Regions from separate parts of the Mus musculus genome. Here region 2 is linked to region 1. Evidence: chromatin contacts called from public promoter capture Hi-C data. All regions are on one chromosome and are shown on one strand. The core of a region is the stretch at or near the end of the contact, and the rest is flanking DNA. Distances in the headings are between cores, read along the strand shown.

Region 1 (6,341 bases), core at 3,495-5,994:
TCATCTAAAGAATTCTCAAACTAAAGCACCGAGCATGGCTGGCAACCTGTGGAGGACTTCTGGCACGCCGACTTCCAGCCCTAGTACCCAGAATGCTTTGTGCTTTCTCACGAGGCTGCTTCTCCACTTTTCTGTGCATCTCTGCCGAGCAGGTGTGATGGGTCAGTTGGGTTCCACATGTCATCCTACAGAAAGCACCCATGTTCCAGGCCTCTCTTGCTTCTGTTTCCTTAGTGTACGCAGAACCTCCGCCTCTTCCCATTTCATACTTTCTGTCCACTTAAATTCTTTCTGCTTATGTGTGTGTACCTGTGTCAGATGATGTGCCCATGTGCCTGAAGTTTCTGTGGAAGCCACGTCCGATCCCCTGGAGCTAGAGTTATAGGAAGCTGTGAGTATCCTGACACGGGTGCTGGAAAGAGCGCAGGACCTCTGCAAGAGCAGTAGATACTCTTAACGGCCGCATCATCTCTGTGTCCGTGCACATGTGTGTGGGTGCCCATGGAGGCCAGAAAAAAAAGACACCAGAAATCCTAGGGCTGGAGTGATGTAATAGATGCCTGTGACCCACCCAGCATGAGTTCCGGGAAGAGCGGTACACACTCTTAATGGCTAAGCCACATTTCCACTCTCTTTGAACTTCTGTCCCTATGTATACTCTGTGTGTGTGTGCATGCATGTGCAAGTGGGTGTGCAAGTGTGTGTGCCATGGCACAGAGATAGAGGTTAAAGGACACCTTGGATGTCAGACCTCACCTTCTACTGTGTTGGTGGAGGATCTGTTTGTTGCCCTCTGTTCACTAGGCTGTCTGGCACGTGAGCCTCTTCCACCGTCCATCTTGCTGTAGAAATGCCGGATTATAGACATGAACTACTGTGCCTGGCTTTGACATGGTGCTGGGGATTTGAACTCAGGTCCTTGAGTGGCAAGCACTTTATCCACTGAGCCTTTGTCATTCAACACACCCCTATTATACACTTTTGCCATTTGCGCGCGCGCGCGCGTGCGTGCGTGTGTGTGTGTGTGTGTGTGTGTGTGTGTGTGTGTGTGTGTGTAGAGGTGGGTGGGAGGGAGAGGACCCTTACTGAATAAAAGGATAACTTCTCAGGGGCTAACACTGTCCTGAGAGGTAGCATGTAGGTTGCTGTTGAAACAGAGCAACTCTTTTCCTATAGTCAGATTTCAATGGCAGTCTGAGTTGCCCAATGGGACTGATGTTGCTGTAGCCCGCTTATCACTTACCATTCCCAGGGCTCTCGTTCATTGTCTTTGGCCCTCCCCAGGAGCCTGTGAATGGGCCTGATGTGTTTTGTTTTTGTTTTTTTAAATAAGGTCTTAACTTACCAGGTTCTCAAAGGAGTTCACTCCTATCTCACTGTAGCTTAAAGTGGGCACCGACCTTAAAGTTCTTTGTGGACTTGCGTTTAGCAGAATTTAATGGTGTCATTTATAACTGAATGTACAGATGACCATATCGCCTCGCAGTGTCAGTTTGCATCTTCCTCAGAGCGTACACTCGTGCTCTGCCCACGATGACTTGCTCCATGCCCGCCCTGGCTTCTCCCTTTGAGGATGGCCATGCCCTTCTAGCTGAGGCCACTTTGTTAATGTCTTAGTACAAGCCAAGGCTGATTTCTGTGTTGGGACTGAGGCCTGGTTAGCCGGAGAACCATCTCTGCAGTGTTGTGACAAGACCCTAATCTCCCCTGCCTTGATCTTAAAGCTTTTGTCTAGATGTATCCACAGACCCTCATGACGGTGTCCTTCTCTCTGGGTTGTTCCACAGATTCTCTGTGAGCCGCACCTTCTGGTACACTGAATCTCCCGGGGGGCCATCCGCCCGACTGCCCCTGACTCCGGCAGCGGGGACCCCCCATGGCAGTGGGCACCTCCCCTTGAAACCTGCCAAGCTGGACGCCACAGCCCTGCACGACGACACCTCGGCCAGCTCCACGCCCATCTCTGAGGCTTGCAGCCATGCGGTCCTCGCCTGCGGCCCGGGCATCCCTGAAGAGTACTATGTGAGCGAGGCTGTGGAAGATGCTCCCAGCTACAGAGAGCACCGGGATGCCTGCACCATCACCGGTATGCTGACCTTACCCTGCTGGGGATGGGGATGGGGCTTCAGCCATCAAGACTGGGAGAGGTATGCAGCCCCAGGAGAAGGCCTGGGAGTGTATGCATTTTCATGTTGCCATGGCAGCCTAACTGGCTAAAGCAGTTTGTAGGGAAGGTGGGCCTATTTTGGCTCACAGTTTAGGGTGCAGTCTGTCATGGTTGGGGAAAAGTTAGTGCAGGATTGTGAGCTTGCTGGTCTCACTGCATCCACAGTTGTCAAGGAGACGAACGAGTTACGCAGCCTAGGACCCATGGGATAGTGCAGCCCACACTCAAGGTTGGTTTTCCCACCTGAGTTAGCACGGTTGAGAAACTTCTTGGCAGACATGTCCAGAGGTTTGTCTCCTAAATGGTTCTCGAGCCTGTCAGGGTGACAGCATGAACCATCACAGGGTGGATGCAGTCACCATCTGAGATCAGGGACCTTCCGTTCAGAACCTGCTTCATTGGTGTCATTCCGTGGCTTGGGTCAGCGTGTCACAGAATTGTCACAGAGGCTGAAGACAGTAGCACTGGGCCCCAGGCAGCATCATGGGTGTTCAGTGTAGTTTGATTCTCTCTTGGGTTGTATTTCTCCAGACTGGCATGGGCGTCATGGCAGTGACATGTAGTGTCAGTTTTAGATGCAGGAAAGGCTCCACACGCTATGTTCACAGAAAGGGTTCCAACGCTGTGTGTGCCTCAGCACTCTGTCATATTACACTTTGCCCACACACATCAGGAGACTGCTGCACACATCAGGACACTGCTGCACACATCAGGACACTGTGCTGCACACATCAGGACACTGTGCTGCACACATCAGGACACTGTGCTGCACACATCAGGAGACTGCTGCACACATCAGGACACTTTGCTGCACACATCAGGAGACTGCTGCACACATCAGGAGACTGCTGCACACATCAGGACACTGCTGCACACATCAGGACACTGTGCTGCACACATCAGGACACTGCTGCACACATCAGGAGACTGCTGCACACATCAGGACACTGTGCTGCACACATCAGGACACTGCTGCACACATCAGGACACTTTGCTGCACACATCAGGACACTTTGCCTGTGCACAATGGCTTCTAGCAGCTTCTTTTTGTTCTGGGTTACCCGTAGAGTTACACACAGGATACCCTGTGTATTAAGAGTTGCCTGACTGCTGAGGGGCACAGAAACAGCTGTAGTTCCTTGGTGTGCCAGTGTGCTTCGTCCCTGCCTGGGCCTGTACACCTGTCTCTCCTGCTCCCTCTAGTGTAGCCCCTTTGCTGCCCTCCCTGCCCTGTGCCCCTGATTCCCTCCCCTGTGCCCCTGATCCCTCGCCCTTGTCTATATTACTTGAGGGCATGGTGTCAAACACCCACATATGACACAATCCATCTTTCTTCTCAGTGCAGGAACATGTTGGGAACTCCTTCTTGGGAGAATCCCAGTGGGCCCTGCAGGCCCATGTTCTTGTCTCTGCAGGACAGCTCAGTTCACTCCAGTTCCTGCAAGAGCTGATGCTTGACTGTGGAGGGGGGAATGGCTTCACTCCATTCAGATTCTGGAGGTTCCTTCTTACAGTGACCTCTAAAAATCTCTAATAGGACCCCTAGGCCTCTCAGGCCCATCTCCTTTATATGTCCCCTCTGGGCACATCTCCTTTATATGTCCCCTCTGGGCACATGGGCCTCCTTGTGGGGACTCCTTTTGAGTCCTTGAATATAGTGGCAAGTGTCTTCTGGCTCTGAGCCCTGAGTGAGAGGGAATGGTGTCTGCTTTTGAGCTGAATTGGAGCATCATCCTTGTCAGAGTCCTGAGTAGGGAGGCATCATCCAGGAAGCTAAGCTGACTGGGGAGACAGAGGACTATGAAGAAGTTGGCTGCACACGGATGCAGGACGAGCAGGGCACACAGAGGGTGTTAAGCATCATCCGCTCCATATGGAGGGGACGAGATGAGGTGAGGCCAGAACACTCCAAACACGGAGCTGGGATCCCAGCCCTGATTCTGCCAGTGAAATCTTGGGAACCTCAGCCTGTTCAACCAGTTTCCTTTCTCAAATCGTGACAACCAAGGGCGAGGGAATGGCAGTGTAGAGTTTGGAGCGTCGTCCAGTCCCATGGGATGCAGAATCCCAGGCTTTTGGTTAGGATGCCCCAGGGGACACCAGAGAGACACGTTCATGTCCATGATGCCCAGCAGCCACAGATACAGCTTTGCCAACTCAGGCAAAGAGCTGGGTATTCAACCCCTGTAATCCCTCCCCGCCAAAGAAAGTCCTATCAGGAGGTCAGTGCAACAAAGACATAAAATGCAAACGCGTTCTCCGGAGACCTTGAATATGCCCGGGAGCTCTTTGTGGATTCTGAGGGCTCTGCCAAGCTAAGCCCTGGGACGCCACCTGGCACTGTGCCTCCACCCTCACTTCCCAGGGAGTCCTGAGAAGAACAGTGGCTTTCTGTTCTACGCTACAGTTTAGGCAAAACTAGCTGCCCATCAGAAAGGCTTCTCTCCCTGCCTTCCCACCCCCACCCGCCCCACCCTAGAGAGGTGTCGTGTTGTGGGTGCGCCTTTTTTTTCTCTTTGGGGTGGTTTCATAAGATGAGGTGATAGGGCTCCTGGTTGCCGGAGTTACGTAATCCACTGTGCGTCCCGGGGCAGCGTGGGGATCTTCAGCTCTGCCCCAACAAGCAAGCTTGGGAAAACTGCTGAGGAAGGCTCAGAGCTGTGGCCAAGCTTGCATGGAGGACCGCTCTCTCTCCAAGTCCTCTTTGGAGTTTGTGTCTGCCCATGGCATTGGCAATTCAGCTCAGGCAGCCCTCCAGGGCCCAACCTCTGCCAGGACTCAGCCACACACTGGCTGGGACAGACTCATGTGGTGAGTGTTTTCATGGGAACGTCTGTCCGTCCGTCTGTCCGCTGTAAGTTTACTTTGTGGTGTGGCCAGAAGGGAGGGAAGAGCAGAGAGGGTCGTGCCTTCAACCTTGCTCTGAGCTGGGGGTCGGGTTGCTGGTTGGTTGAGGAATTACCGTGTTGAATGATGGGCAGCTGGGATGGAGGGGAGCTGGACGCTACTTACTCTCACATCTCCTGTACTGGGTTCAGGGGAGACCAGCAATAGCCAGGTGTAAGATGTAGGTCAGATTTTTGCTGGCCTTGGTAGAGTCTGCCTCTAAAACCCCTGTTTCCAAATCAGTACTATCTGCTGCCCCCTGTTCCTTCTCTCCTTCCTCTTCCTCCTCTTCCTCCTCCCCTTCTTCCGCTCTTCCTCCCCCCTCTTCTTCCTCTTTCCCCTCCTCCTCGTCCTCTTCTTTTTTCAGTACTGAGGACTATGCTTTCTAGATAAGTGAGCGACACCTGAGCCCACCCTCCCCATTTTTAAACCTTTTTATTTTGTGGTTTTTGCTCACTGCCTTGTTCAGGACGATCTTGAACTCGCTCTGTAGGTCAGGCAAGGCCTTGAATTTTCGATACCCCTGCCTCCGCCTCATTTAATCAGTCAGCGCCCAGACTGGTGTGTGGGTCAGCAAGGGATTTTCACATGTGAAGAGCAGAACTACTCAGCACCCCTCCCCCTCCCCCACATTCTTGTGTCTTCTTTGCCCAAAGCTTGGCCCTGTGATTGTGGTCCCCACACCCCTGACGAGAGCTTTATGTCGGCCTGCTCTGGCTTGTTGCTTGCTGTGGGCTTCTCAGTTCCTCTGAGTGGATCGGATTCAAGTCTGACGATGGGATGACCCATCTAGTTTCCTGTCTGTAGTCCAAAGCCTACTGAGTTCCACAGTGGCCTCTTCCTGTCCCCTACTAACAAATTCAGGCTTGTAGACTTTTAAGTCTTATTCCTAAGCTGATGACTCCAAACCTGCAGTCTTAACTGATGAAGGTGCACGGAGCCCCTGGATGTTCAGGACCAAGTTCTTGATGCGATATCTGTTAATTTCTGGGGTTTCTCAGTAATCTGGTCCTGCACAAAGCCCAGAGGTGAACATGGGTGTAAGTGAGCCCCTGTAAACCTTGGAAAACAAGCAAGGAATTCTCAGGGCATGGAGACTCCTGGCATCTGCCCTGCCCGAGGGAGACCATGCTTGGGTTGGGAGACAGCTCAGCCCAGCAAGTGCCTGCCACACAAGCACCAGGGCACGAGTTCCAGCCCTAGACCTGCATGTTGAAGCCAGGTGTGCTGGCGCATGGTTATTTTCTCAGCCCTAGGGAGGCAGACAGGAACACCCCTGGGCTTGCTG
Region 2 (6,507 bases), core at 3,047-5,546, 280 kb after region 1:
GCCATGTACATCCTTTCCTCCCCAACTTGCTTTTGGTCATGGTGTTTCCTCACAGCAATAGTGAGCCTGGTGGACAGACAGACACGTGCTTCTGTGCACACATATGAGGTTGCCACTGGATCATAAGTGTGAGGGGCAGCCCCTCCCCCCAGAATCTCTAGACTCCTATACCATGAACCCCATGCCGGGGACTTGAGGATGGACTGCTGACCCCAGAGTTTGGAGGAAGGGAGTTCTCAGGTCGTCCCTCTGTTCAGATTGGGAGCTCTAGTGACAGGCCAGAGTCTTTTCCTCAGTCACTTGGGACAAGGCTGAACCTGCCCCACTCCCTCTATATCCCATGCCTCAGTTTTCTCTCTCTATAGACATAGAGGTGAATCACTGGGCCTGGCTAGAGGAAGGACTGATATGGCTGGGAATGCATCTTAGTCAGTAGAGTGGTTACACAGAATGCACAAAGTTCTGTGTTCAACCCCTAGTATTGTATAATCCAGGCATGCCATGATATGTGTATTCTGGGAATGGAAGGAGAAAGATCAGGAGTTCAAGGCCATCCTAGGCTACATGAGACTCTGTCAAAGAAAGGGGTGGTGGGGAGTGAAGAGGAAATCTTGTTTTCGTCTCTGAAGTGTAGCCTGAAGAGCTCACCCACACCCTGCCTTCTTTCCTTTACTGTTCACCAGGCAATAAAATTCCATTCTCCAAGACCCATCTCAGTGTCTGTTCACTCAATGTTCACCTGAGATGACACTTATGTCAGGAACCAGCCCTCCCCAGAGCTCTAGGCCCCGGCCTTCAGGAACCAGGGAAACTATCTCATGTCTGGGCCTTGAGTTCCACTGCTACGTCCACGAGTCATTTCAAGGCGTCTCCTACCCTGAGTTCCATGAGCTTAGCTCCTAAGTGGGGCTACAAGATCCCTCTATCTTCTGCTCAAGCAAAGCTAAGGTACAGTTCATGTTTCCATCAGTGACAAGCCTAGCCTCACCACAGGGCCAGGCGTGGTGATAGATAAGAGAGAGGTGAGCAAAAGAAAGAACAAAAGAATACTCTTTGAACATCTGCTCAGGCCTCCCTGCGACCCTCCAACCTATGGATGGAGTTGGAATTCTCTGGCACTCAGAAAGGTCTAGCCTGCAATGAAGGGACATACTCAGGAGGTAGGAGTGACTATCAGCACCCCGAATTGATACAGAGCTAAAGCTATTGGTCCCTTCAATTCAGAGGCTCAGGGAAGGGAAAGCTGCCTTCACTCAGACAGCAATGTGACTGGATCTGCTCCTGTGACTCCCCAGGCCACGTCTGCCACCTGGCCTTGACTTAGCCCCGTTACACAGGTCAAGGGCACACTATGTCTCACGGCTGCCCTCACCGTTCACCAGAACCTGCTCCTTCTCTTCCTCCTCCTCACTGATTCATCAACTTCAGCACAAGGCGCCGACTGAGCCATCCTGAGAGGTGGCTGCAGGCCTGGAGGAGGAGAGGGTGGCACACGGCACAGGGATGCAGCGGGCTTGAAGCCAGACAGGATTGGATGAGTAACGGCAGATTCTTTCTGCCGAGCGAGCTTGTTGTCACGGGGAATGGCAAGTGACTGTCTCCCCTTCCCCCGCTTCATCCGCTGCACCCCTGTGGTTCTGGCAACTAGAATCTGAGCCAGAATCTGGGAGCAGGTTGCAGGGATCCGGTAAAGATCAGGCTAGCACAGGACTCAAGCGAGAACAGCTTCAGAAATGGGGGCAGACCGTGGCTCCGGCTCTCCTGCGACTGTTCCAGCATAGATTTGTGAGGCAAAGGCAGGTGATGTGGGAATCCCTTCTCAGGATATGGTGGGGAAGGTAACTACAAACACCACCACCAGCACCCGCTCCTTCAGCCTTGGAGATCTCCGTCTGCTTCAGGTGCTTTCTCTTAAACCTCAGGTACCTGCTCCCTCCACCTCGGATGTCTGTTCCCTCAGTCTCAGTTATACCTGCTTCCCAAGCCTCATGAAGCCCATCTTCCCCCATCTCTTCAGAAGTCCCTTCTCTCCTGAAGCCTTCCCTATTACCTAGGTAAACAACAGTAGCCTCCTCCTCAGATTCCACAAGGCTCCCCCAGGAGTAGGTGCATGGTTGACCTCCCAGTGTCTCAGAACAGAGACTTTAAGAGGCAGCAGGAAATAAGCTGGGTTGCATTTTTAAGGTTGTTTTTGCTGTTTTCCTGCTCCTTTTGTTTTTTGAGCGTGTCTTGTGTCCTTTGATGGTAAAGAAGGATGGGTCCCCAGGGAACAACCAGAAAGAACTGAGAGTAGCTTTCACAGAGAATTGGAAGAGAAAGCTATTCTCCCCAAGACATCTTCCTCTCCTGGGGGTCAGGCCGGGAAGACACCAGGGGATCCTGCCGATGTTCTCAGCTGTAGCCTAGCACCAGCCTTCCAACCTCCAGCCCAAGAAGGATCAGCGTGGACAGGGCAGCCATCACCACTGGTGGCCTCTACCTCCCATCTATTCACCTGCCTGGTGAAGGTCACATAGCAAAATGGAGTCTGGCTTCCCACTTCCTTCCCGGTACCCAAAACCCTCCATCCACCCCCACCCCCATGCCCAGATCTCTGTCCACAGAGAACACGGAAATGCTAACAGGACCATGAGGTGAAGCACCGTAGCATTTTGCTCAGGCTGGTCTGAAATCCACAGGAATCCTCCTCCCGAAGCATACAGAGCAGTGGGATCACAGGCACGTGCCACCCCGCCCCATATCAGCATTCTGCAGCTGCCTAGGTGACATATGGGGGTGGGCAGGGTTGAGAGCCAAAGCTCACATCTGGGACTTGAGCATACCACCTCAAGAGCTGGTAAGACCTCACTGCCCGGTTAAGAGGCCTAAGGCCTAAGAGGAGTGTGCCCATGGTCACAAGCGAGGCAAACCCCTATTCCTGCTCACAGTGACTCCCGAAATCCTAGCCCTGAAGCACTGAATGGCAACTACTAAACAGCTCCCTCTTCTGACACCCCATAACTGGAGAAAGGCCTGTGACAACTAGCCCATTCTCTATCCGGAAGCAGAAATTGCAGGGAGTGCCTCTTACCTCCTATGCCCTGGTGCGTAGTAGAGGCCTGGCTCAGGCTCAGGCTCAGGCTCAGGGGGAGAGAGAACAAGGGAAGTGCGGTAGACTAGGAAGGAGAGGAAGGAGGAAGGCCAGGGGTTTGCTTCCAGACTTTTCTGTAACCGACCTCAAGGCCACGCCCACAGCGTTAGTTTCCCACGTTGCAGGTTGGGAAGGCTGGAGAATCCTCGGGAAATTCCCGCGCTCCTGCTGGCCAGAAAGCGCCCGGAGAGCGACTTCCTTCAAATGGATCGCACACCCTACTTCGCGCAGGGACACGCGGCCCTCTGCAACTCCGCCCCTCCTCCCACCTTCTATCCCACCGCGCCATCAGCCCCCCACATCACCTTCTCACCATGATCACTCGAGCTCTTGGAAAGTCATCTGCACGGGTTCCCTAAGACGTAGCGCGAAGGGCTCTGAGTCGGTAACCCCGCGCCCCACGCTAGCACCGAATAATCCGAGCCCTAAAGACAAGCTTCGGAGGGAGAGCAGCCTCAGATCACCCGCTACCGGCCCGCCCGATCTTGGAGACACAGCGCGGGACACTGGCACCCTGATCCTAGTCCCTGGGGACTCCGGGAAGACCGGTCTGTGGGCAGCCTGGGCCCAAGAAAGGGTACAGGCTTTGGTCCCCGCGCGGGGGCGCTGGAACATTGACTTCTCGTCCCTCACGAGCTGCGCCGGCCAAGTCGTGTCCAGCTCTGAGTGCACCCTGCCCTGGGCGGCCAAGAGGAACCCCCAGTTGGGACTCCCCGACCCCGGCTGCGCCCCCTCGGCTTCTCCCTTGTCGCAGATGGTTCCAACAGCGTGATCCGCTGGACCCCATCGGAGGCCAGCCTTCAGCCCTGGAAAGCTGTGGCCCTTCTAGTCCAAGAATTTGGGCTGCAAGCCGACGTGGAAACCGGGGAGCCGGCAGCTAAACTCCCTGGAGCCGAAGACTGGAGGAGCTCACTGCCAGGGGCCGAGGGCGCAGCCGGGGTTGAGAGAGAAAGGTGCGGGCGCGGGGAACACTGGGCGGTGTTGAGCCCAGCGTCCCCGCATCGGAGAGCCGAGAGGATGCTCGCTAGCTAGCAGCTCCCGACGACGCGCACCTCTAGCGGGACTCTGTGCTCACGCCCCCGGGGGCCCCGGCTCCGCCCCCTACCTGCGCCGAGGTACCGCCTCCGCCGTGCCATTGGCTAACCCCGCCGCCCGTCAGACGAGCCCCCGCCGCCCTCCCCTAGCCTGGAGCTGTGCCTCATAGCGCCCGGGCCGCTGGCCCGCGCCACTCTCCCGCGCTGCGTTAGCCACAGACCCCGTAGGCGCTCTCGGCTGCCTGCCGCGGGCTCAGGGCGGACCATGCGCCCTCCGAGCCTACCGCCTGCCCGCTGGCTCTGCGTGCTGGCAGGAGCCCTCGCCTGCGCCCTCGGACCCGCGGTGAGTGTGTGCCCCTCCACCCAGATCCCACGGATGGGGGAACTGCGGGGGCAGCGTATCCGGGACCATCTGGCCATCGGGGGGCAGCAGGAGCGCGGTTCTCGTCTTCTCTCTTCTGTAGCCCAGAGGCGTGGGAGCTCGGTAGCGGCGGGTCCCTCTTAGCTCATCTTAGAGCGCTCACCGCGAAGTGATCCCAATCAGCGATGAAGAGGTTGGGGGCGAGAGGGAGCCCCAGACTTGCCTTGCGATGAGTGCCTGTGGGGGTACGTGGGGAGGAGAACTGTGGGTGGCACGATCGAGTGAGATGGGAGATCCTGTAGACTGTCGGGTGGGAAGGAGGCTGTGTCTGGAAGCCTCTCTGGGTATTTTGAGAACTTGTGCGATGAAGACAGCACAGCATCAGACCTTAGTGCCTGTACCCTGGGGAGGGGTCCTTGGGATCTGGTGAGAATTTCATTCTGTGCTCTTTATCCTCTAACTATAGGCTGATGGTGGGCAGGTAAAAGCATGTATTGGGAAAAGCAGGGGGGCTTGCTCTACCTTAGACCTCGGCTTCCTCCCACACAGACATGTGTGTGGGTGTGCTCCTGTGGCTGTGACAGACTCACCAGGGTCATGGGGCAGACACCTGGTCACCTCCTCTGAGACTAAGAAAGACCTCAAGACTCAGAGACCCCCTAAACCCATTTTACAGAAGGGCAAAATGAGGCCACAGGAGCCACACCTGTCCCTGCCAGCCACACTTGGACAGAGGTGATCTTCCCTTCCCTTGCTCTAGGTCTGTGGAGCTGTTGCTTCAAGATTGTCTTTTCCTTAGTGGATTCTGGTCTGGAACAAGTGGGCTGCCTGGAGGAAGTGGGGAATCTTGGTCGGTCACCTTAGTGCAGTCTATCCCGTGGTCCCTCCCTAATCACAACCTTTCCCAGGGCAGGGATCAGGACATGAATCTGTTTCCTCCTAGCTGGTGTCTGGCACACCCTGCTCTGGAAAATCTCACCACCCCCCCAACCCCTTCCGGAGAAGGTGCTGCTCTCTGAGAATTGGACAGTGTTGCCCCCTTCCTCCTGTTTACAGCCCCTCCCCACACTCCAAGCTTCATCAGACTCTGGCCCTCAGTGTCACAGACCACACTAGCAGCCCTCCAACTTCCCCAACTCTGTGTCCTGGCTACTCCATTTTGGATAAGCCAGGGGTTTTTGGACCACTGGAGGCCTCTGGCCCCAGGTACCATCCATCTAGAAACAGATTGAGCCCAGTCCCTCCAATTCCATCTTCCTACTTCTTATTTGGAGGTGCCAACTCTAGCTCCTCCTCCAGGGAGCCTTCCCTGGTTGCCTCTGATCTTTCCACTCCAACCCCATCTTCAGTTCCACTAGCCTCCCAGCCTCGGCTGCCCTCTTGGTCCACAAAATGAGGGGAAGGGACTTAGCCTGGACTGGAGGGGGACCCCAGCCCCTGCTCTCCTCTCCCTGGAATGGAGGGGGACCCCAGCCCCTGCTCTTCTCTCCCTGGACTGGAGGGGGATCCCAGCCCCTGCTCTTCTCTCCCTGGACTGGAGGGGACCCCAGCCCCTGCTCTTCTCTCTCTGGACTGGAGGGGACCCCAGCCCCTGCTCTCCTCTCTCTGGACTGGAGGGGGACCCCAGCCCCTGCTCTCCTCTCCCTGGACTGGAGGGGGACCCCAGCCCCTGCTCTCCTCTCCCTGGACTGGAGGGAGACCCCAGCCCCTGCTCTCCTCTCCCTGGACTGGAGGGGGACCCCAGCCCCTGCTCTTCTCTCTCTGGACTGGAGGGGGACCCCAACCCCTGCTCTCCTCTCCCTGGACTGGAGGGGGACCCCAGCCCCTGCTCTTCTCTCCCTGGACTGGAGGGGACCCCAGCCCCTGCTCTTCTCTCTCTGGACTGGAGGGGGACCCCAGCCCCTGCTCTCCTCTCCCTGTCCTCAGTTGCTCCCTCCTGGAACGGACACCCAGTGTTCCTGCTGCAGCCGGACTTGGGGGGG

What was found. Capture Hi-C pulls out chosen DNA fragments and counts their contacts.
Region 2: a contact with region 1 is called in a promoter capture Hi-C map of liver. The contact joins the promoter of Vipr1 here to the promoter of Trak1 in region 1. A contact is called at or near these places in 1 of 39 promoter capture datasets (the 3T3-L1 cell line), 1 of 115 datasets of contacts at active chromatin or transcription factors (memory CD8 T cells) and 1 of 9 other capture datasets (liver).

What each region holds. Positions count from the first base shown.
Region 1 is chr9:121,362,214-121,368,554 of GRCm38.p6, forward strand. It overlaps Trak1 (trafficking protein, kinesin binding 1), which reads left to right and starts at 4,745. Exons shown (of 16, transcript NM_175114.3): 1 at 4,745-4,978. The coding sequence starts at 4,891.
Region 2 is chr9:121,638,420-121,644,926 of GRCm38.p6, forward strand. Vipr1 (vasoactive intestinal peptide receptor 1) reads left to right here and starts at 4,297. Exons shown (of 13, transcript NM_011703.4): 1 at 4,297-4,507. The coding sequence starts at 4,430. It also overlaps a transcript of Lyzl4 not described here.